Linked DNA regions of Gossypium hirsutum: region 1 is linked to region 2. Evidence: chromatin contacts called from public Hi-C data. All regions are on one chromosome and are shown on one strand. The core of a region is the stretch at or near the end of the contact, and the rest is flanking DNA. Distances in the headings are between cores, read along the strand shown.

What was found. Hi-C and Micro-C count contacts between places; a contact is called where the count stands out from the background.
Region 1: a contact with region 2 is called in a Hi-C map of hypocotyl, with 4 times the contacts expected there. The contact joins the promoter of LOC107949563 here to the promoter of LOC107949562 in region 2. A contact is called at or near these places in 2 of 34 Hi-C or Micro-C datasets (hypocotyl and leaf).

The regions. Positions count from the first base shown.
Region 1 is chrD03:13,854,958-13,860,262 of Gossypium_hirsutum_v2.1, forward strand. It overlaps LOC107949563 (caffeoylshikimate esterase), which reads left to right and starts at 3,960. Exons shown (of 2, transcript XM_016884260.2): 1 at 3,960-4,379; 2 at 5,168-5,305. The coding sequence starts at 4,073.
Region 2 is chrD03:13,485,272-13,491,305 of Gossypium_hirsutum_v2.1, forward strand. LOC107949562 (probable histone H2A variant 3) reads left to right here and starts at 3,844. Exons shown (of 2, transcript XM_016884257.2): 1 at 3,844-4,144. The coding sequence starts at 4,037.

The DNA of each region.
Region 1 (5,305 bases), core at 2,710-5,209, 370 kb after region 2:
ACTTTGACTAATAAACTGTACTAATTGGCCCGACCAAAAATTCTAGAAAAAAATACATAGATGGGCACATGAGTCTAGTTTCTAGGAAAAATTACGAAACTGATTTTCGAGTTACGAAACTCAAGATATGATTTTTAAAACGACTAGTACACAGATTGGGCAGTGTCTGGAAAATAAATTTTATAAGGGGTTAAAGTCAGTTAACACCTCGTGTTCGACTCCGGTGTCGGTTTCGGGTTCGGGGTGTTACACAAAATGTCAAGGATTAATCTGCAATTTTTCCTTTTCCTCGATTATCTTTCGATTAATTCAAATCCTGATCTATACGATAATTTATCTCAATTTATCAATTCCAAATACCTTATATCATCCTACTATATGCATATGACATTTCAAGTTGACTTTTTGAATGTTCCCTAAAGTTTCACATTTTATTCAATTTAGTCCCCAAAACTGAAATCACCATAACTTTCAAATTTGAGCCTCGATTTCGAAAACAATCTCACTTTCATCGTTCTACAGTCTTCTATTATCCATAATTATAGAAGTTCAACATCAACTTCAAAATTTATACACTTTAGTCCCTATGTTCAAAAACTAGCAATTAAACTTTACAAATTAGTCTTTTTTCACTTCTAAGCTTAAAATCTAACAAATTAACAACAATTTCATCAAGCATTCATCAATGGAAACTTTTGAAAATTTTAACAATTTTACAAATTGGCATACAGGCTAGCTAAATCAAGCTCACAAGACCTAAAAAAAACATAAAAAGTACAAGAAAAGAACTAAATTAAATATACCAATTGAGGGATTGAAAGTTTGGAAGCTTTATGGGCTTTTTTTCTTCTCACGGCACAAGGTTGAAGATAAATGAAAAAATGTCATCTTTTTATCTTTTATACTTTAATTAACATTTAATCAATTATAATTAGTTTAATTAAACTTAATTAGTTAATTTTTAATCTTAATTAACAATATTGATGCCGAACAACTAGTATGCACCATTATAATCTAATGGACCATTTTCTCAATTGATCCTCCAAATAATTAAAAATTCATAGCGATTAATTTTATTATTTTTACAATTTAATTTTTATATCTTAATTAACTATCCTATTAACAAAATTAATGAACCAAGCTTTAATTAAACTTTACACTAACCTCATAAATATTAAATAATAATATTTACAACATCTATTTAACATGAGTTCAAGCTATATTATTCCATCTCCAGCCAAAATAATAATAATAATAATAATAATAATAATAATAATAATAATAATAAAAGCATATGTATGAAAGAAGATTTTGGTGTTGCCATCCAAAGCCGTCTTGCCGAACTGAAGGATTAGTCTAATATGATGAGAATTTTGGCACAAAGCTGCCGAACTGCTTTTCTCATACTTTCCTTTCTCAAACCAAAACCCATTCTTTATGGCCCTAACAATCTTATCCAATCTCATCACATCCCAACTATTTTTAATATAAATATATTTCTAGTTATAATAATTTTTTTTTGAATTTAGTATTTTCAAGTGATATCATCTCGTTGAATTAAATTACCAAAACACCTTTAAAAATAATAAAACTAAAGTAACATTTAGAGTTCATCTATATTAATATATGAATTTTTTTGGATTAAATTTAGTGTCATGCGTTAATCAAACACTAGTTTTAATAATATCTTTTCACCTTTAAATTAAAAAAAACATATATTTAAGCGCATTTAAACTCATAATTCTAATAATTATTAAAATAATAAAAATGTCAACTAAATTAAAACTCAATCGAAAACAAATATAGCATTTATACTAACATTAATCGTTATAGTAAATTTTAAAACTCCAATCCGCCACTCATCTTCATTTTTATCCACCAATCCACTCTTCAACAATTACTATTTGCAATTAATCACTCAAAACTCTTGGCCAATCAAAATTTATCATCTTTGGCAACTTGCTTGAAATTAATTTTTTAATTATTAAAATAATTCGTTTTACCATACGTATTATCCACACTAGAGGCGAAGTTAGGAGGGCTAGCAGGGGCTTGGCCCCCCAATATAAAATTTTTATTTAGACTCTTAATTTTTTTAAAAAAATTTTTAATAGTAAAGGTAAAGTTACACTTAGAGGTGCTCATGGGCCGGGCCGGGCCCAAAAAAAATTTTGCGGCCCGGCCCGAAATATGGGCCTAGAATTTTGCCCAGGCCCGGCCTGGGAAAAAATTCATAAGCCCGGCCTGGCCCGGCCCGTTTTTTAAATAAATACCAAAAATTTATTTTAAAAATTAAAACAAAAATTTTAAAAATATATTTTAAAAATATTTTAAAATTAAAAAAATTTAAAAGTATTTTTAAAATATTTTAAAATTAAAAAAATTAAAAAAAAGTATTTTAAAATTAAAAAAAATTAAAAAAAGTATTTTAAAAGTATTTTAAAATTAAAAAAATTAAAAATAAAAATATTTATTATATTCGGGCCGGGCCGGGCCTGGCCCGTTTTTTAATCGGGCCTCGTTTTTTTGCCCAAGCCAATATTTCGGGCCTATATTTTTACCCAAACCCTCCCATGAGCACCTCTAGTTACACTTTGGCCCTCGTAAAATTATAAAAATTCAATTTAATTATTTACAAATTATAAAGATATAGAATATAAAAAATTTAAAATTTATCCGACCCCCTAAAAAATTGTTCTAGCTTTTCCCCTCACACATTATTAATAGGGAATTCCTATGATTCAACCCCCTACAACATGAATATGACGTGAATATTCTTAGTGAATAGGCCTCATCGAATAGATTTTTATCTCTAATATTATTTATTTATTAAATACTTTTAATATTTTATTTTATTTCAGGTTAGAATTTCTAATATATATATAAAGAAGGTAAAATTGTGAATCACGTCACTGATTAATTGGCATGAGGTTTCGGAATCTATCCCTATAATTGTAAACCTTTTCCTTCTTTTTCATTGTAATGTGCAATGTGCTTTTTCACTTGTAAATAAAAATTTGAAAAAATCAAAGCGTAGAAAGAAAGTGAAAGGATATAAAAGAAGCAAGTAGTGAGAAAGCAATAGATTGTAGGCCCATGAAATGGCGTTGGACCTTATTGCTAAGGCCTTTCATAATTCATACATTGAGTCCTTCGGTAACTAGACTTGTTGGGCTGCTCACAAAGAAGGCTTTCGGCTGGCGGTTGGTGAGAATGGGGCCCCCTACCTACCAACGTAGGTGGGGCCCTATACCTTTTCTCTTTTCAATATTAAACATTGCTGAGGTCTGTTTCGGTATTCTACTCAATCAAGACTTCAAGGTTGCAAATGAAGTTTCAATTTAACGAGGTTTTAGAAAATTTTGAAATATTTAAGTAAAAATGTGAGTTATTTTTCGGATATATTTTAGTTATCAGTTTAATTTATTAAAATTGTAATTAAAAGTACTCTCAAATTAAAACATGGATTTAATTAAAAAAAATGTATACATTGGTTTCAAAGTTGTAAGTTATTTAGATTGAATTTGTTTATCAAAAAAATTAAATTTCAATAGTAGTTTTTACCAATTAGTATTATAATCGAAATATAAAAAACTGTTACATAAATTTGTTTTTGTCAAACATCCGTTTACTACAAGTTTAAATCTTGTATAAAAAACTATATATATATTTTTTTGTTATTCTTTTAACTATTACAGCCTTGTGTTTCCTTCAAAAAAACCCATTGTGTTGCATTTTCATATAGAAATTAGTAAATCAAAATTCTTAATTTAAATTCCTAACTCAAACAATAAATTGAATTTATTTATTAAATAAAAATATAATTAGAAATCCACTTTCCTACTATGGAACTCCACTCAATTATCGTGAAATGATAAAAGGAAACTCCAAACCTACCCCTGAAGTGGAGCCCACCAAAAGTCAGTCCACCAACTCTTACCCACTCCCAAAGAACTCGGTTGGTGGAAACTTATTTTCCCACTTTGCCCAGAAAATCAAATCAACAAAATCCAAAACATCATTTCCGCACCAAAAAAGAAACGCGCATTTACGTTGAGAGAGTTCAGCGAAAATGGCAGGCGAAGCAGCAGCGGCGGCGAATTTCTGGGGTGATACGCCGGAGGAAGACTATTACAGGTCGCAGGGTGTACGCAACACCAAGTCTTACTTCGACACTCCCAACGGAACGCTCTTCACCCAGAGCTTCTTACCCTTGGATAAAAAAGTGAAGGCCTCCGTCTACATGACCCACGGCTATGGATCCGACACTGGTTGGCTCTTCCAGAAGATCTGCATCAACTTTTCCAATTGGGGTTACGCTGTTTTCGCCGCTGATCTTCTCGGCCATGGCAGATCCGAGGGTCTCCGCTGCTACTTAGGTACTTTATCTCTGTTTTCTTTTCTTTCTTTTTTTTTTAATGTTATATATAAACTGAATATCTGATGATTATATTTTAATAATATAAAAAAACTTTATAACTACAAGATAAACTTTTGAGAAAGTTATGGAGTAGATATGTATATATATATTATGTTTGTGGATTGAAAGAGAAGTAATCCTGAGATAAGCAGTGGGTTAAGTAAAGATATAATATGAATGAATTAAAAAAAAACACCTAATATAAGTTAAAATTAGGGAGTGCATGTCGCCCTTCTTCTCCAGGGATTTGTTACTGGGCCAAAATAAAGTTTTAAAAGTTTAGGAGGCCGAAGTTAAAAGATTTGCTTAAATTTAAGATTTTATAGCTAAAAGGGACCAAAGTTGATATTATACCAATCAGTTAAGCTCCGTAGTTATGGTGGGTTTGGATGGGCGATAGGGTATGGTGCGGTGCGTTTAGTTTACTTTTTTGTCTCGCGATACAATATCCAATCTCACAGCCACAGCTGTTTTTACACTAACCGCAGCTAAACGCACCGCCCATCCAAACTTATCTTTAGTCGCCTGGCTGCTTCCATCCATAACCTCCCAGTCTGCAGTATAAACTTGAAGTAGCATGTTATTTTGATGAACGTTTGATTCAACAATTGTTCACCTTCCACTAGGATTTTAAGCTATATCACTGTAATATCAGACTTTTATAATCATATTAAAATATGGGATATTTGAAGAAAAATGATTAAATACTTGGCTATTGAAGTTCATCAACAGAGGTCGTGAATGTAGGTGACATGGAGAAAGTTGCTGCAACATCCTTATCATTCTTCAAGCACGTCCGGAACAGCGATGAATACAAAGACTTACCTGCATTCCTGTTTGGTGAATCCATGGGAGGAGCAGCAACAATGCTCATGTACTTTCAAT
Region 2 (6,034 bases), core at 2,594-5,093:
TCCGGCTTTTTAAATAACACATTTTGTAAGCGTATGACAGCATTTAAAACACTATGAAATGCTCTGCTAACAGTTTCCCCAGACCTCCTAAAGTCATGCTTTAGGAGATGATATGTAAAAACATTGCTACTTGCTCATCAACAAGCATGAACCTTGACGACTTCAATCCCCCTATCGATTCTAACATCTCACATAGTTTAAAAAAGGCAGTTCTATTCATCCTAACTTGTTCAATACAGGTCTCGTCACTAGCATATACAAGCCTTTTCACATAATCCCGTTTTGCATAAAAATCTAAGGTATAGGACCTAATCCTTGGTCTATGTAGGCTAAGGCTGGCACCCATTCTAAATAAGAACCAAATCGCAATTCTACAGATTTCCAACCATATTGTCAATGCAATACCAATTCTTTTACGCCTCACACTTTGTGCAATTAAAGGCAGATGAGCCATTACTGCAACATATTAAAATTAGGACACATTATCAAAGAATTGAAGTTGCAATTACACACTTTAATTTCATTGCTTTATCAATCACCCAAAAAAGTATCTATTAAATGATATTTAAATACATTTTAAATATATTAAAATTTAAAGGTATATGTAGTTTTGCATAAAATTAATTGTTGGTATTTGTTAGATTATGACTAAACTCATTATAATTTAAAATTATAAAGCATGTTCAAAGTTTGAACATTGATTAATATATTTATTGATGATTAGTTTAATTAAGGTGACCTAATTTTAAAACAAATAAAATAAAGAATGAGGATTTGGTTTGCTAAAGAATGAAATTGAAGTTTTAAAACTTTTATAACATTTTAAATTTAAATTTCATTTTGTAAAAATATATATAACTTTTATCTCATTTACATGTACAAATAATTATTAAAAAGTAGTATTGTATTTGCAATTATGATTGGAAAACATTGAAATGTAGTATTGTATTTACATGTACAAATAATGGTGATTTAAGCCCATTATTTAAAAAAAAAACATACATATCTTCTAAATGTGCCATTTTTCACACACATACCATGCTATATAACTACTAATTAGAATTTAAAATCTTATTTAAAGAAAATTAATTCTTTTATTACTTGATAAAGCTTTTGTAATATTAAATCAAAATCCAAAATATTACTTAAATATATCAAATTTCTTATTATTATATTTGTTGGAATTAGCCAGTTGGACTTATTAAATCAAAAAATGATCGATTGGTGTCTATCAAAATCGCTCTTTTTCTTTTTTCTTTTCTTTTATTATTATTTCACTTCTTTCATTTTGCTTCGTACAGTAATGCATTTTGTTGTTTTTGGTATTCATTTTGTTGTTTTACACAGCCTTGCCTGCGTTTCATCAATTCATCTATCATCTGTTGCCATTTTTCTTTTGTATCAAATTTCATTTTCAAACTCATTTTATTATTATTTGAATAATATCAATTAAAGGTTGAACATAATTATATATTAGTATCAAATGAGCAACAAAAGCTGAACTTGATTTTTTTCGGATAAACGTTGTTTTTTTTATTTACCAACAAAACCATACAAACATGCAATAACCATAACCATACAAACAAAAGCTGTAATGAGCAATACAAACATACAAACAAAACCATACAAAGGAAACAACAAAAGCTGATACAGCAATACAAACATGCAATCGGGGAAAACATACAAACAAAACCATGAATACCAATGGAAAACTAACCTGTAATGAGCAAATCGGGGACGACTGCGATGAAGAAGTGTTGGAACAAAGAACCTGTAATGAGATAAGGGAAATCGATTAAGTCAAATTTATTGTCTTCAACTGAAATTATATCAGCATGCAAGCAAATATTTTTACTAGTTTATATTAAATAAAAATTAAATTGACTCAGTCTGTATTATAGTGATTTATCCTGAAACCTGAAAAATAACGAATCAATTTAATAAAACCATATGGAAGCCGTGTCGATTTGGCTTTCGGTCTTTTTGCTCAGCTTGCTCGAGAGAAAACATTGCTCCCGAAAGATGCATCGACCAAAAACAAATGTTTTTTTTTTACTGTTTTGTTTTACAAGTATGAGGCATCAGTGAGACACCCACACGAAAGAAAAAGAGAGGAGAGCATTCGTCAACTCCAATCAAAACAGGCAGATTGGTTTATGGTACTTCACATCCACAACCAAATTCACTACTATAAACAACATTCTTTTTATCTATTAATTTAACATGTCTTAAAATTTTGGTCCTACAAAAAATACATGTCTTATTGCTCCAAAACCAGAATTGGGGGGTCATCACTTCATCACACCACACAATCTTCAATGCATCCTATTTGCAAAATCATAGTTGCTCAACCAAACTACTCTTATGGGATTCACCCAAACTAACTGTGCTTGCCTACTTCAATTCAGATATTACAGGTCGGCTTGCCACATGTTAACGGTGTTAAAGTCAAACCATAACAATACACGCACTGATACTTTTAAGTACCAAAATAAGCATTTTAAAAGTTTAGGTGCTACATTAAACATTCAGCTGAAATACATCTACCATTTATGCCATTATCCCTTAAATATATTACCAAATTAACTCCGGGACAGGGGAATCGTATCTGCTATAATCAGCATATAACAAGTACTGGAATTAAAGATTGAATCTCATGCAGGACGAAACAATTGCTCAACCAATAAGGAGAAGCAGGAAACTAATAAACTGATAAAGTTGTAATGGGAATATAAGAAAAGAGATTGTGTGTATTGAAATTCAAAATCGAAATTAGATGTCACCTCTTAAAATCGAGTCCATGAAAAGAGTGAAAAAAGGTGAAAGTTCAAACATTTAACTATAATTTGTTTATGGTTTAAGCCTATGCTTGGTTCTATTATCTTTTTCAGTGTTTCAAACCACATATCAAACATAATACAGTTGGTGAATCCGGTTGAAGAATACAGACAATGGCCTCTGCTGTTTTGCAATATGTCAAGGAGTTTTCGACTGTCAGTACACCAAATATAAATCCTAAAACTATGTCGTGATGTTGAAAAGCACACTTTTTGACATAAAATGCATGAACAGGGACTGCTCCTTAAGTTCCTACTGTTTTATTTCCATGTAATCTCTCTTTACTTCTGTGTTAGCCCATCTCATATAATCCTTTTCTCATATTTCAAGATCAAAAGTAAAGGGCACACTGATGCTTCCCATGCAATGAAAATGATGATTTATAACCCTCTCTAATCATGCTTCAGAAATACCAACATGACATGAAACATAAATCAGCATGCAAAACAGAGACCGAGAGAAAAAATGAAGAAATGAAAAGACAGACAAATCAGCATGCAAAGCAGCCACAATCCAAGTCAAAGACAGAAAACTAAAATGAAAAGTTCAAGATTCATACCTGACGCCGAGACCGAGAGAAAAAATGAAGCAGTGGATTTCAAACTTGCTGCAACAAATGAAAGGGAAAAAATGACCGAGAGAGAGAATCGTTAAAGGCAGACGAGGAGAAATGATGAGGACAGAAAAAAGAGAGGGTCGGGTAGGGAGGGAGGGTAAAACAGAGACTTGGGAAGGGAAGCCGGACGTAATAGGGTAATCCTCGATTTGGGAAGGGAATAGAAAATCAGAGAATTTGAGGATTAGGTCGGTATTGTAATACGCGCGTAATACCTATTACACCGAACCAAACACCGGAATAGGTCGGTAATGTAATAGGCGCGTAATCGGGGCGTAATGGATTACCTATTACACTGAACCAAATACACTGTGAGGGTATTTTTTGCAATTATGCCATTTAAAAATTTCAAAGTAATTTAAAAGAGATAAGGAGGGTAATATCGTAAAAGAAAGAGACTGCGGAAGTGGATACTAAAAAAGATCGAAGATGTCGAACTCAGCCCGAAAACCAAAACCTTGTTCGTTCATAAAAATTAAAAGCCTCTTTTTTCTCTGTTCTTCGCCATTTTTTTCAATCCTAAACCAATCCCAGATTTTCTGCTGAAAAACAAAAACACCCTCTTAGTAATTTTCCGGGAAAATGTCGGGGAAAGGAGCAAAAGGATTGATTACGGCTGGAAAATCCACCAAGGACAAAGATAAGGACAAGAAGAAACCCGTCTCTCGCTCTTCTCGTGCTGGCCTCCAGGTTCATCTCTTTCCTTTGCCCGTAATTACGGCTTGAATTAGCTTCTTCTCTTTTTTTTTTGCATTTTGTATTCATGAAGCATTCTTTAGTTGTAGGGGAAAAAAAGTAGAGTTTCATATCAAGAACGGGATATTTCTTTTTGTCAAATTTGTTCTTATCCTCTTTTTTTTTAGTAATTTGGAAGTTGCATTAGTGTTGATCTATTTCTTCTAGAAATCAGCTTGAGTTATTGCATCAAATCAAAGTAACCAAAGTTTCGGTAGGGGTGTGTTTTAATAACTTGGCCTAATAATGGCATTTGAAGATTTGGTTTTAATGCGAATCCAATGTCTTAACTTGTTTCAGTTCATTTGACTTGTTTTATGTTCAAATGTTAACTGAATGAGCTTGAGGTATCTTATCTGCATAAAAAAAACGGCCATGAAATGATTCCCAATTATGAAGGGTTTACTTGTTGTTCATGCAATTTGTATGACATGCTTTCATTCTTGCACTGTTTTGAGGTATCTTATTTGTACCAAAAAAAAAAAAGTGGACTTATTTGTCTGCGCTGATAAATCTCGTTACATTAGTTAAAGTATGTGTGAGTGCGAATCTGTAGGTCAAAGAACTATTTTCACTGGGAAAGATAGCACTCATTTCTTTCTAGTCTACTGTTCCTTTCTTTCAACTCCCATTGACTATTTTATGCCAAAATGTAATTAGGAATGGGATGGAATTTATGGATTGACTATTATATGGTCTGTTCCTCACTTTCTAGTCTGCAGTGACTATTTTATACCAAAATGTAATTAATAATAGGATGGAATTTGCGGATTGACTATTAATTCAAACATATGCATATTAGTAAAATCAAACAACATTTCATTACTCTGGACTGTATGTTGAGAGCTTTCTTGACCCTTACTAAATTTTCTGATTTCTTCCAAGGGTTATTCAACTACAAATATAACTTCTACTATGGAATTGTTAGGTGTGACATTAAAAGAACTAAGCAATGATGATGGACTAAGTTTGGCATTTGATAACTAGCAGTATTAATCTCTTTTGATGTTTTAACTATTAACTGTATTTGTTAACATCTCATAACCTGCTTGCACATTTCCTGTTAAAGCTACATTAAAAGTCATTCTGTGCATATACAAATTATAAAAGCCTTATGAAAAATATAGAAGATGTAGTTGTCGAAGAACATTACATGGATGTCTGTTAAGGACTTGTCAATTATGATACTGCTATGTATGTTTCTTTTATATATTCCACTGGCATTTGAGTTGGATATACTCTAGTCAAGTAGGAGACTTCATATAAGGAGTTTCATTGTGAAATTGCTATTTCTGTGGCGTTTAATTCTTTTGTTATACTTGGCTCTCTAATGCATCCTGTGGAGCCTTCATTGACTTATGAAAAGCAAAGAGTTTGTACGATTAATCTTATTTGTTTAATGTTTGAAAGCTGTCAACTTGCTCCACCTCCCTAACCTTATGTATTAGTTTTTCTATCTCTTTGGACTCCTTGCCTTGATTCTTGATCACCATGTCTTCACCTACTACCCTGAACTTGTGCCATTTGGTAGTTACGTGTAGTTATGTTAATTGAATTGGTTGTATTATTCAGAAATAGTTTGGATGACCAAGTATCAATAGCAAGTCTTTTGTACTTGTCTTCGCATATCCAAAACAAGCGTACCAATGGCTCGTTTTAGTATCTTGAACTTGTCTTTCTTCTGGGCCACTGTGTTTATGATGATTACCAGATTCTGTCATCTTCCACATCAGCTTCCTCTTCCATGTTTGAATTAATACTGTGTTTTGTATCCTAAACCGTTTGGCAGAAATTTTCTGAACGTGTTAAGGCATACTAGCAGCATATAATCATCTGTAGGATTAT